Linked DNA regions of Anas platyrhynchos: region 1 is linked to region 2. A link is a contact called in public Hi-C data. All regions are on one chromosome and are shown on one strand. The core of a region is the stretch at or near the end of the contact, and the rest is flanking DNA. Distances in the headings are between cores, read along the strand shown.

Region 1 (6,524 bases), core at 638-3,137, 120 kb after region 2:
CTGGGATGTGTAACAGCAACAGCATGTGTAAGGTTCAATTGCACGGGCAAAAAACAGATCATGAAACAAATGGTCAACACCACCCTTGCTCCTTATTGCAATGCATCTCTTTGTTGCAATTATACAAAACTATAATAGCATCATTCCTTGTGCCAGGAGTTGCTCTGCTCGGCTGTGGGATCGACTGTGGAATGGACGCCCCTAGCTGCACCCCAAGCATTTTCCTCGGAGGGGTCTCCACTCTCAGCCACTCACTACGGGAGTAGACAAGGACCTCCTGAAGCCGTGGACAAATTATTTTAAGTGATATTTTCTTGTGGTATGAATGAGAAGTGCAAGAGGCCTCTTTGCGTGACTGTGTGATTGTGCTGTGTGAGTGAGAAGCAGCATCGCTGTGAAGCAACATCCCTAGTGCTTAGTGGCTTGTTGACTGATGTAGACTCCAGTAGGCACGCTGCTTTACAGTCGTAATTCTGCATGTGATTCTCACCCTGTTGCTTACTGTACCGTGCTTATTGCAAAGTTTGCGATGATTGATAGAAAAATCTATAGAAAGCGTTTGGTTGGTTGAAAATAAAAAAGGGGAATCATGGGAAAGGAATTTGCAGGTAGCTTTGTGCTGTTTCACACGTTCCTGAATTAGAGATCATGAGGGAAAAAATGGTAGAAACAAAAACTTGAGCAAGGCTGGGATAAAGTAACTTGGCGACAGTGTTGAAGATGAGCTTTAGGCAGTGGCCAGTTGCTGGCTGGCTCGAGGCGCATGTCTGAGGGTCTCAAACCAGCTGTATGACAGGTTCGGGCATGTGGACAGCGCGTGGGGCTACAGGGAAAGTGTGTGTAGTAATGAAAAAGGGCAATAAAGGCCTTCTGTTCAAGAGCCATCAGGAGTCTGTGTCTTTCATCCCTTCACATATGGAGGCAATAAGAAAATGCTTCTTAAGTAGTCTGGCTCCAACATGCAGGACTAGTTTCCAAAAGTAAAAGTTTAAACTACCTCATTACTAAAACCCTGTGGTTATATTCTGATGTATAAATCTGTTCTTGTGGGAGTTTAAATATACCAGTGGTGAAGCAGGTAGCTGTTCAAGTACGAAACCTTCCAGTTTCATAGGTCAGTTCTCACGGAAGAGTGCTCTCCTGATATCTCATAGAGATTTCTTTTAAAGTAGCCAAAATTAAATGCAGAAGGGGGAAAATGAGGGCAATTAGAGGTTCTGATACTTTAACAGCTGTTCTGATACTTTAACACCTTCTGGCTTCCTGGCTGAGACACTGAATGCTTTTGAGTGGTGTAACAGGGAAGAAGGGTTGACTTGTCACACAGTGCTTTGTACTGGCTCAAGTTAAACTAAGGCATTGTTGAAGGATACAGTGCTGACTGAAGACGTTGTCAGGCTGCATTACTTCAAGATTATTTAACAAGGCAGCCTGATGCAACGGAGCCTTTCTTCAGTACAATAAGGAGGTATCTTGTGCAGTGGCACAAAGTTAATGGGCCGTGTCAGACTAATTATTTCTGAATTTTTAGCACGTACTTGGGAAATGCCGTTTCTCAGCCAAATCTCAGGTCATGTTCTGAAAGGGCGAAGCCTGAATTTTCAGCTAACATCTTTGCTGATTTTGTTCTACTACTACTACAAAAAAAATAATAAAAGTAAAAATCCACAAGCATTTTAAAATGATACTTCTGTTATGCATTCTATCTGCTCCCTCGAGTTCTCTCTAGCTCACTCCTGGAAAAGGAGCTTCCACTGTTTTTCCATGCGGCTTCTGCCCCCTCCTGTTGATGTGCCGCCATCCCATCGCTCCTCAGCCAGGCAGAGGCCCCGGCTATGCACGCCCCTGCCCTTCTGCATCACGCCTTGCTTCAAGGACAAGGCCAAAAACCCCTACATACTTTCAAACAGCTGCCTCCCCCTTCCTACTAGTAATATTTAAACATTGCACCGAGTCCTGCTTTCCAGGGCTTGTCTCTTCCTGACCATGCGATGGCGCTTGTGTATGCATGATTACATCCAGTGGTCTGTCCCCAAACCGCCAGACTTCCTGCGCACGGCCTGTCGCGCATCACTTCTTCCATTACCACCACTACTCTGGCACAGCTGGCTTAAAAGCTGATGCTCACGTACAGTGATGCTAAAATTATGAATGTGTCCTGGCGTTGCTGTTCTTGTTTCTGTAAATCTGCATCTGTCTGTGCACATCTAATTTCCCGTATGTCTCCAGTCCGTCTTACTGCCATAGTAAGAGTGCTCGTTCCACATGGTTTTGGATTGAGCCCAGGCAAAATAAACATTTTTAGACAGTTTTTTGTTTGTGTTGAATAACATTTCATCTGTAACAGTCAAAAACTTATGTAAGGAGCACAAGCACATAACTAATTTCACCTTTCTGTTTAACCTTGAAAGGATTAAACAACAAAGAAACAAAAGACCCTAAACCCTAACATGGGCAATGTATAACACAGGAGGAGGAAGTAGGAGAATTTTGGTGGCAAGGAATAGGAATCTTGTCAAAGGAATTACTTCAAGCATTTAAATAAATATGTGTGAGGAGCGGCTGAGGGAGCTGGGGTTGTTTGGTCTGGAGAAGAGGAGGCTCAGGGGAGACCTCATTGCTCTCTACAGGTACCTGAAAGGAAGGTGTGGGGAGCTGGGGGTCTGCCTCTTCTCATGGGTAACTGGTGATAGGACTAGAGGGAATGGCCTCAAGTTGCGCCAGGAGAGTTCAGGCTGGCAATGAGGAGACATTTATTTTCAGAAAGAGCAGCCAGGCGCTGGGACGGGTTGCCCAGGGAGGTGGTGGAGTCACCGTCCCTGCGGTGTTCAAGGAGAGGCTGGATGTGGGGACATGGTTCAGTGGGTGACATTGGTGGTAGGGGGATGGTTGGAGCAGAGGATCTTGGAGGGCTTTTCCAACCTGGATGGTTCTGATTCTATATTTAATGTCTTCTATAAGATACAAGGACTTAGAACACCAAGCTCAAGCATGGATGAAAATAGTCCAAATAGTTGAAATAATGTGCATATGTGATTTTTACTTGTGCTGAGGAAGGCTTCGCTGAAAATTTACAGGGTCTGCATTTTGAAAACACCAACTTTTCAGATCGAGAAGTTGCTTCTAAAGCCCAGCATATATATTCTTTTTAATATTTCAGTACATCTACAAAAAAAAAAAAACAAAAACCAAAAAAAGCCGCAAATTTAAGCCTCGTGTTTCATAATCCTAAGGATAATAAATATCAAAAGAAAAAAATATAGGGTAGGCAAGAAGGTGTCTATCAGTCATTTCAGTTCTCACACTCACAGCAGGAACAAGGCCCACCAGACTGCATTACATGATTTTGTCACCACCTAGCAATTTAGGGGGCTTTTTATGTAGGACTTTTCTGAGGAACTTTTGAAGCATTCAAGTTAACTGGAGCACCAGCTCTCTTTTATTGTCTCTTGGTTGACATTTGTAAAGAAATCTAAAATGTCAAACAGGAGTCATTCTAAATACAAAGACAGCCTCAGCCTCATCCCCTGCACAATAGTACCCGACTCTATGTTTATGTACTGTTTCAGTTTATTTAATGATGAAGCCCTGAAAAGTTTTTTCTTCTGCAAATGTGCTGTAAGGTTCTCTGGTCCATTTTTGTTCCTGGTTTTGCTTAATCATCTATTAGACTATGTAATCCATTATGAATCTCAAAATGTTTCATTTGCCATATAGCCCTAACTACTACATGCATTCAGAATTCAGTCTCAGCTTTTGGCAGTTTTTATTCCAAAAGCTTTTTTTTTTTTTTTAATCTAACGTAACTAGTACTGTACATACAGGAGTAGAATATTTTTTCTTTTCTTTTGTACTTCTCCTGCCTACAGCCAAAATGCTGATGATGAAGTTTAGCAAAAAGCATTTCCCGTTTATTCCTTTGGCAGTAATTGTATACAACTTAATCCTTTATAAATCTAAAATGGAGTCATACTTTTCACCAACAAAGGTATGAGAGCGTAATTATTTCTTCCATAACAATTGCAAGCATTCACATATTCTCCGTATGGTTTTGGCTCCTTGCCTCTTCTCTGGCTGTCTGATAACACGTGTGTTAAACATGCTGAGCCTGCACATGCTGGTGCGGCCGCGCAAGCGATGCATGTGTACGCCTCAGACACACGGATTGTCCTGTTAATACCGGTGGGACTATTATCTGCTTAAAGGTAAGCTTGTGGTTTAAGCGTTATGGAAACTTTGATCTCAAGTTACTTCGATTTTCCTGAAGGTATAGTTCTTTCTTTACATGACAGTTCACGCTATCACTGTTTCCCCAACATGTATTCTCACGATGGCAATTTATTCGTGCAGCTAAAACCTCACATTTGGCTTGGAAAGGGTTTATAACTTTACGTTGAAGTGTCTGTTTAGACACTTAATACTAAAATAATAAGAGTGGGCTCTCTGTACTTAGTGGTGCAACTTGGTGCAACTTTATGGACTATTGACAAGCTTCCACACGTACTGAGCAGATCGCAAACAACTATCAATTTAAGTAGACCACAGACTCCACATCCCAAGTCACATAAGGACAGGGAGGAACAAGGAGTTTCTTCAGGAGTTTAAGCTTTACTTCCAGGAGTTTGAGTTTCATTTGTGTTTTTGTTTTTCACTTTTGCTCCATTCTTGAGTCCCATCAGTCCAGTCCTATATGAAAGTTTCACGTCGTGACATGTATTTTTTATGCAAGTTTAGGAAAGAGATTGCTCATGTCTGTGCTGGAGAAACCCACTTTTCATTTTTATAGGGTATTTGACATCTCAATGTTTCAAAGTACTGTTGCAGCTCACGTAGAGCACAGCTGCTGCAGCTACAACAGAGGTTTGCTTGAAAGAGAGCAAGTAACACAGTTTTGAAATGACAAATCCAAACCTAAAAATCAGTTCATGCTATTCTAGCAGCAAATTTTGTTCCTATTCAAGTCACACTGAAAACAGAGTTGGTCCCTTAATGCAATGCTTTGTTTTGTAATGCCCTGCTGTCTTGCTAAACTATTTATTAAAGAAACAGGGAGGGGCTGGCACAGTCCTATTTCAAAATACAATGCTTGTGTAGTCACTGAAGCAGATAGCCCTCAGGGCCATTTGCAACTTTTTTTTTTAGCTAAGAAGAGAAAATAGAAATACCTTTTAATTGTTTGAATTTTCTCTAGCTTTTCTTTTTCATAACCTATCAGGCTGTCTTCCAGCAACGTATTGAGCTGAATGTTTACCGGTCCTTTCGCCCTTACTGCATGTACTCACCAGCAGCTCTGGAAGTGGTAGGGTTGACTCATGGAGAAATAAGGCAACTGAAAAGTGAGCTTACAGAATTATAGGGCAAGCCTTGAATATTTTTTTTTCCTTTTCCCCCCTAAAACAATGGGAGTTTGAACCAAGGAGACATTATTTGAAATTGCAGAATAAATAATTAACCTCCCTACCTAATTAAAAATTCCTTTCAGCATGCACAGCACTTGATAAGGAAGAGTTAGAACTAAAATTGCCTGTGGAAACCCTACCTTTAGCAACTAAATATTGACAAGTCTACTGAATATCTGTAAACCAATGTATTTCAAAGCTTTTAATGCAGCCAAACCACTTGTCAGTTCCCCAGAGGATGCCAGAGGCCCCTACACAACACAAGGACCACCCTGCTGTTAAATATAAGATATTTTTTCAAAACTTTTTTTTTTCTTTCTGTAACTATGATGTTTAATTTATTATTATTAACAAGGGAAAAAAAAAATCTGCAGTTTTGATCTTAGGCAGCTGAAAAAACTGTGTCTGGAATCTTCCCAAAAATTCAGTTTGAGGCCAACACCCCTAATGGAAAATTTCAGACTTGTGAAACTGGCAAGGTTTTATGAGCAACTAAAAACCTGTATAATGCAAAACGTCAGAGAGCTTCAAAATAAGTGACACTATGCTGCCTGCTTCTAATGTTTTTAACTAGAGAGGTTATCCGAGATAAGCATTTTTAGTGGCAATTTCTTCAAAGGAAGTTTGTGTAGTAATAGATGATTGACCAGGTTGATTAATATTATTTTTTTTACATTACTTCATTCATTGCAACTAGTTTTCTCATCAAAAGAAAATATTTCTCTCTTACATTGTCTTCATCCATCTTCCTTAGTACCCAACCTTTGGCTCCAGGGCATTTTGATGGCCTGTACACAGGGGCAGTCCAGTTAAAATGTCTTATTTGGCTATCTACATTTGCAGATATGTGGAGATGTGGAGACAGATACACATGGTCAAGTTCAACCAAGCTGGCTGAAAACAAAACAGAAACATAACAAACAAACAACAACAACAACAAACAAACAATAACAAAACCAAACCAAACAAAAAAAAGATTGTTTCTGGTCCTAGAGGTAATTATTGAGTTATACCATGGGGTGGCTCTGTATGCCCAAACTCAATTGGCACTTTTGTCCCTAAGCTCCACCGGTTGAAGTCAGTCGGTGGCTCCGTGCTGTGGGTGTTGGTGTAAGGGCTGTGGCA
Region 2 (6,680 bases), core at 3,896-6,395:
ATTACCCGATCAAAATATGGCCGGTTCCTGCCCTCATAGGCTTTCTTCTACCTACCTGGCAGAAAACTCTTATATTGTATAAATCACACAGTGCAAAACCATTGCATTCCCTTATATGGTTAAACATCATTAACCTTTTTCTTCAGGATTATTCCTAACATCTTACTCAGAAGCTCTCTGTGCTAATACTTTCATCGTCTTGGCACAGCTAACACTCCTCAATGATGAAAGAGGCACAGATGACATGTCAAAGTTTGTACCTGTATTTCAAGCAAAATGGCCCAGAGTTTAAATAGAAAAATAGGAAAACAAACATGTGCCTTTATGCCAGTATGCCCTCTAAGAGCCCAGTCAAAATGCACATGAATTTTCTTCCTCAAAACACCACTTCTCCTCCACCCCTCCCTCCCTTTCTTGCCTCGTGTCCAATGTATTAAGGAATATGTCGTGAACAATGTTTCTTTCTTCTGCAGTGGGAGCCATTTTCAGTAAGGAAGCGGTGCTGAAATCAATCCTCTTTAACTTGTTCACTAAGCAGAGAAGAAAAAAAAAAGTATGTTAGAGTTTAAATGAAAAAAAAATTGATTTGGCTCTGATGATTTGAATCTGGAATCAACTGACTTCATATTTTTTTCCTCTTTTAAGTTAAAAGCTAGAGCTTGACAATCCTAACTCAAACAAAGGTTTGGCTTTTAGAACTGACTGCATATAGGAAAAAAGATAAAGACCCAATGGAGCTGATACCCAGTCCCCTTACAGGAAACGTAGGTACTCCCCCTGAAGTACAGAAAAACGTATCAAGAAAGAATCACTAAATAGCAACCTTCTTCAGGTTTTGCCAATGGTACAAGAATACAAATTTATGAATTCACTGCCATAGGCCATAATGACTGAAATTTTAACTTAAAATATCTTCTGTTCAGTTTATTCAGTCTTTAATGTTTCTCTTTAATTCTCAACTTTGAAATTCCAGCTTGAAACAAAAGAAAACAGAGCTATGCTATTTCTTCTGCTCTCCCCTCCATGTTCAGTACTCAGTACTGACATGGAGTGCCTGTCAGTTTAGCCAAAAAGTTTCCAAGAATGTGAGAGCAGGCTTTTAAAACCTGAATGATATTGACACATGAGACATGACAAAAATCTGCTTTTGAACAAATGAGGACCATTTCTAAGTAGAAGAACTTCTGAAGTCTACTTCCTTCCAGCTACTAACTTGAAACGAAAGCAGATTTACATGCTACCGGGAAATACAGAATTATTTAGGTTGGAAGAGGCCTCTAAGATCACCTGGTCCAACCTTTAACCTAACACTGCCCAGTCCAGCATTAAACCATGTCAGTAAACACTACATCTGCACATGACATACTTTCCCCTTGCTTGAAGATTTCTTCTTCCTCGGGGCTCTCAGGAATGAGTGGATTAACAAACGCTGGCCTATGGACAGAGATTTGTAAATTACAAACTTTACAAGAATTTGCCCTGTAAATACACCGTGTTTCATTTTTGCTTACATACATACACAAGATTAAAAGACATCCTTCAGATGATACCATACTTCAGATTATACCATAGAAATAAATACATTATTTCATAATTGACAGCTGCCAACAGAATATCACACTTGCTTAACTTCCTCTTCAGAATTGAAGCTATCCAACCACAGTCTAGTACAATTAAGGCAAAATAATCAACACATCTGTGCTTCATAAAGAGCTAAATCTCTACCCCTAGATTACACGAAGATCATTAAAGCAGAAAGCTATTTAGAAACTTAGCAAATGAAGTGGTGATCTAGGATAGTCTAAAATAGATACACAAAACTTGAACAGCAGCATTCCTTCTGGAATAGAAAGAGCACAGTGCTGTAGCTAGCAAGCGTTCTCACAATCTACACGTTCCCATGACAGCCTTATCAACAGCCAAAAGCTGTTTACCACATACGCCACTTATCAAAGAAGATGACAGGAGGCTGCCTTGAGTCCCAATTCATACATTTGCTTAACTGCACAAATAAATTCACTCTAAATTGCATTAAGCTTAATTATTTCTTCTCACAAAGCAGGGAAAATGCTTATTTTCAAGTACCATTTTTCCCCGTGATTCCCACAGATTATTTTTAAACACTTATACAAATACTCAAAACAAGATATATATGCAAATAAACACATACACATATGCACATACATACACACACACACACGAATATGTAAATCTGCTAAGCATATTAAGAACCTCTGTCCTCAGACTTTACTTGGGCTGGTAACAAGAAGCATACAAAGAGACCTTTCAATTGGAACAGCCTGCTCTTTTCCCTTGTTTGCTAGAACTCTGGATTTTCAAGACACACCAGCTCCTGCACTATTGCACAGCTCATTCCCCCTCTCTTCAGCTCAGGACACATCTCCATTTGCCCTCCTGTCCAAGCCCCCGAGATGCAAGTTTTTTATGGTCTACAAAGCCATGAAACCAGATTTCGGGGCATTATACCTAATCTAATATACCCTGTAGCTCTCTGAAAGGTTTCTGCCTCACATACAATGCTTCCAGAACACACCAGGTTTGTGGTGACCTGGCTCGAAGAACAGACACTGAAGTTTGAGTGAAGTCTTATCTACATGGGCTTATGCAGACAGCATATCTCCTCAGTTGTTCTCAGCCTGTTTGTAAAGCAGAATAAAAACACTGCCTTGGATAGTTGCTTGGAGTATTATTGTTTGTTTTGCTACAGTAGCCAGTCTACTAGTGTATAATGCCATTTTTGCAGTTTTGGGGGAAAAAAAAAAAAAAGAGGGGGAACCATAAAATTAAATGTATATATACATATATCTCTTTTCAATATATAATGCACTAATAGGATCTAAAAATAACACAAATCTGATACAGAAAACTATACTAGTAACTCCTTATAATAGTATCAGGATTAAATAATTATGTCAAGCAAAGCCCCTCCAATAAACACCCTTCTTCATTAAACATAGACAATTATTTAAACTATTTAAACAGAAAATCATTTATTACTTCTGAAAGTCATACAAGGTGTAAGAAATACAAGATGTAATTTTTTTCTAGTACTGGAGTCATATAAACCAAAACTGAAACTGAGCAGTCTGTTTAACAACTAAGTATTACAGAAAGGGTGAAAAACATTTTTTTTTTCTGATTTTTTTTCTCTTTTTTTGTGTTTTTTTTTTTGTTTGTTTGTTTGTTTTGTGAGAATACTCACCATGGCCATGTTTTTTTGTTCTTTGTTTTACATACTTTTTTATCTAATTTAGGTTGACGTATTCTGACAACACCTACCATACCAAATTACAGAGTTAACGATACTATTACACTCAAAGGCCATTTAACCTACCTGAAAGAAGGGTGCAAAGAGGATGGATCCATGCTATTTTCAGTGGTGCCAATGCTAGGATAAAAGCCCACGAGCACGAAATGGCACACACTAGCTTCATCTGAACATCAGGGAGCACTTTTGTTCTGTGCAGGTGACAGAGCACTGGCACAGAGTTTTCTAAACCCTCCTGGATGTGCTCCTGGGGAACCTGCTCTGGGTGCCCCTGCTTGAGCTAGGGGGTTGGACTAGATGACCTCCAGAGGTCCCTGCCAACCTAAGCTGTTCTGTGATTTTGAACCACTGAGACTCAATCTTTCTGTTGTTTTTTTTGTTTGTTTGTTTGATTGTTTTTAGGGCAAGAAAGCAATCAATTTTAACAGTTACTGTACAATGCACATGGGTCAGTAGTCCACTGATTTACTTCTTTGTTCATCAGGCCAGTCATTCAAACACAGGGAAAATCTGTTATGGAAAAGGGACAGATCCAAAGACTAACAGCAATGCCTGGTATCATTTGACTCCTGAATTCAAAGCTCTGATGCTTGCCTCAGGAAAGTAACATTTGCCAACAGAAAACATCAACTATACGATTCATTTATAACCCACACCATACAGCTTCACACATACACAGCTGCCACATTTGCCACTTTCACCACAACAGGAGCCTGGAGACTATTTCCCTGTCCTACAAATTACCGTTTGTTTTCTGGGTCCCGGGCCACCATGACAAAGGTTGCATCTAACACAGGGCAGTAATCACCATCATGCAGCTGAGAGAGACAGGAAAGAATTTTATCTTTAAACTCTAAAATTATAAAAAGTGCAAGCTATTCAGTTGGTACCACCTACACACTCACATCGTTATCACAATGTTTACTTTCATTTTATCATCCCTTCTGAGATTTCCCGCAGTAGGCTGAACAGAAGGAAAGAACACAACTTAGAACTCCATTTTCGGGAATTCTGTAACAAAACCATTAAGCAGAGGAATGCTGATTAACTACTATCTTCAGCTAGGGAAAAAAATATATAAAATAAAATTGTAAATTGCCCAGTTCCTCTTTATTCTGAGAAATGCCTAAACAATTTTATAAGTAATACCAAGTTGGCACCACTGTCAGCACTGGGAGGCAGTTCAGACAACAAAGGTGTAACGTTATCTTCTACATCAGAGACTTCACTTAAGGACACAAACCGAATCAAAAAATATTTACCTGTTTATCTGACTCATAGCCACTCCTATCACGTAAGTAGACTACCCTCGCTACTCTAAATAATTAAAATACTGAATGTTTCAGCTAACTAATCAACTGACTGTAAGTATTCAATAGAAATATTAGAGATTTTTAATTAAATTAATATTCATTTTGCTTCCTGTACAGTGTAGAGTAGTTACACCTATTTATTTTTAATTATTTAGTGTTTAATAACGTATTACCTAACCTACTGGAAGTCACCTTGGTTATTCTAGAAATGTAATTTAGACTGTTAGTGTCATCATCCAGAATTCACTCTGAAATACCTTGTGACTACTGCAGGAGAGACAGAAGTGCCAGGAACTAACCTGCAGCATGTGCATCTTTACTTCCATTGAGGTCTTCCCAACCCAAGAAACATTGCCGGTGAATTTGATGTCGCAGTCAGGGTGTACGACCTTCTTGCGCAAATCTGCAGGAATAAACGTTAGAGGTTACTGGAGACAGATCACTCAGGTCTAATACTAGAAAGACTGGTTCCTCTAAGGTCTTCTTGTGTTGTGTAAGCAGCAAAGCACACAAACAACCCCGAAGAGATGGCTCTTACACAGGACCACACTGCTAGCCTGCAGTTCCTGCCTTATCTGACCCACAGAGGTGGTCAGCAGGACATGCGACACAAGCAAGGTCCAACTTCACCAGAACACACATTGTTTAAAAATGAAGCTAAGAAACTCAAACGCTAATACAAAACCAAACACAGAGGTGCGGGATGCACAGAAGTTGTGTTTTTAAAGGAAAGGAAATCTGAAATGCTGAAAAGCATCCACTTAACCCTCTTCCCCTCCTCCCTTCTATAAAAGGCAGAATATTTAAGAGGTCAAAGGCAAAGCAACATGAAGGCAACTCAACAGGGGAGGGAAGAAGGTATCCCCAGTAACAACGACAGGAATGCAGTGGCTGCTGAATGAGTAAGATAAACAGATGAAACTATTCCTGCTGATCAAATTGCCACTTACTAATTTTATCCACCAGGGCTGTAACTATCGATAAGGGAGACCTTGGCTGCGCTTCCTGCTTGGTGTGAGTGTAGCAAATAAGAACTGTGGAGAGACCAAAAACGGAGTCAGCATTTAGTTCTCTTGTATTTTAACAAGAATTTTAGCAGAGCAGATCAAACCCATCTTTGTGAAGCATGAGAGGTACCTGCAAAACACAGACCGAAATATCACAGCGTAGGAGTGCATGACTTACACATTTTCATGTACTTAATTCAGGAGAATGCTATAAAGAAAACAGTGATTCGGCAGCTGTCTCAGCTACGTGTATATTTACTTACAACGAGAAATTTAACTGAGTGCTTTAAATCAACCTGTCACTCCACTCCTTCCAATCCCACATAATCTATTCCCTTATCCCTGTAGCCCACTCTCTCAGATCATTCATTCCCTTCCTACCTCCTACTTCGATTTCATGCAGGTTGTTCAAGGATACATACTATCTGCAGACTTGTTTTCAGATACTGATTCCTTTAAAGAGGTGCAGATTAGATAAACTGTGCCCTACAGGCATGAAAGCATAGTTAGAGGTAATTATCACACTGTAATCATTACTAGCCAAATGATTACTTGATTAATAAGCTCTGCTCACGAGGGCATATGCAAGTAAACAGACTCCTCAGAGTAATAACAGACTCAGAGCAATAGTGAAGAGTAATGTTGCAAAGACTTACTCTTCCCTAGTACTCAAGTAATTTTCACTCAATAAAGGTTTCAAAAGCATCTCATTAGGTGCAGATACTTTCCAGAAAAGGAAAATCTCTGTCTTTCCAGGAAATTTAAGTAAAAATTACTAAAATCATAATTCTAAAAATTGTGATGCCTATCAGTCATGGCATCAATACAATCAATAATAGTCCAAATAGGATTTACCAGAACCCTAATGCCAAAGACAAAAACTTAGAAATTGATCAGCCATTCACATGGCACATTTGCCAAGATCACTGGATATGCTGGGGAGAGGGTGGAATGGTATTTGTTCCCATGAAAACCGCTTACCACCATTCTGAACACTGTGTAACTGGCACAGAATCTTGATTTCCCCGGAATAATATATCCCCAGTAGAGCTGACTGGAGACAAGTATGAC

What was found. A called contact is a pair of places that touch in the nucleus more often than the background predicts.
Region 1: a Hi-C map of small yellow follicle shows a contact between it and region 2, with 2.3 times the contacts expected there. The contact joins two enhancer-like sites. A contact is called at or near these places in 3 of 8 Hi-C or Micro-C datasets (liver, small yellow follicle and subcutaneous adipose tissue).

Annotation. Positions count from the first base shown.
Region 1 is chr1:116,546,779-116,553,302 of IASCAAS_PekinDuck_T2T, forward strand. No RefSeq gene overlaps it. Among named protein-coding and RNA genes, the nearest start is that of ZFX, 12 kb to the right of the region's middle. Within about 2 kb of position 1,888, at least 5 of the 8 cell types and tissues checked have an H3K27ac peak or open chromatin away from gene starts, as enhancers often do. A contact at or near this core is called in small yellow follicle, where this site is marked.
Region 2 is chr1:116,423,031-116,429,710 of IASCAAS_PekinDuck_T2T, forward strand. It overlaps ACOT9 (acyl-CoA thioesterase 9), which reads right to left. Exons shown (of 15, transcript XM_027449059.3): 6 at 5,553-5,636; 7 at 4,902-5,005; 8 at 4,034-4,107; 9 at 1,367-1,434; 10 at 419-530. Among named protein-coding and RNA genes, the nearest start is that of ACOT9, 14 kb to the right of the region's middle. Within about 2 kb of position 5,146, at least 3 of the 8 cell types and tissues checked have an H3K27ac peak or open chromatin away from gene starts, as enhancers often do. A contact at or near this core is called in small yellow follicle, where this site is marked.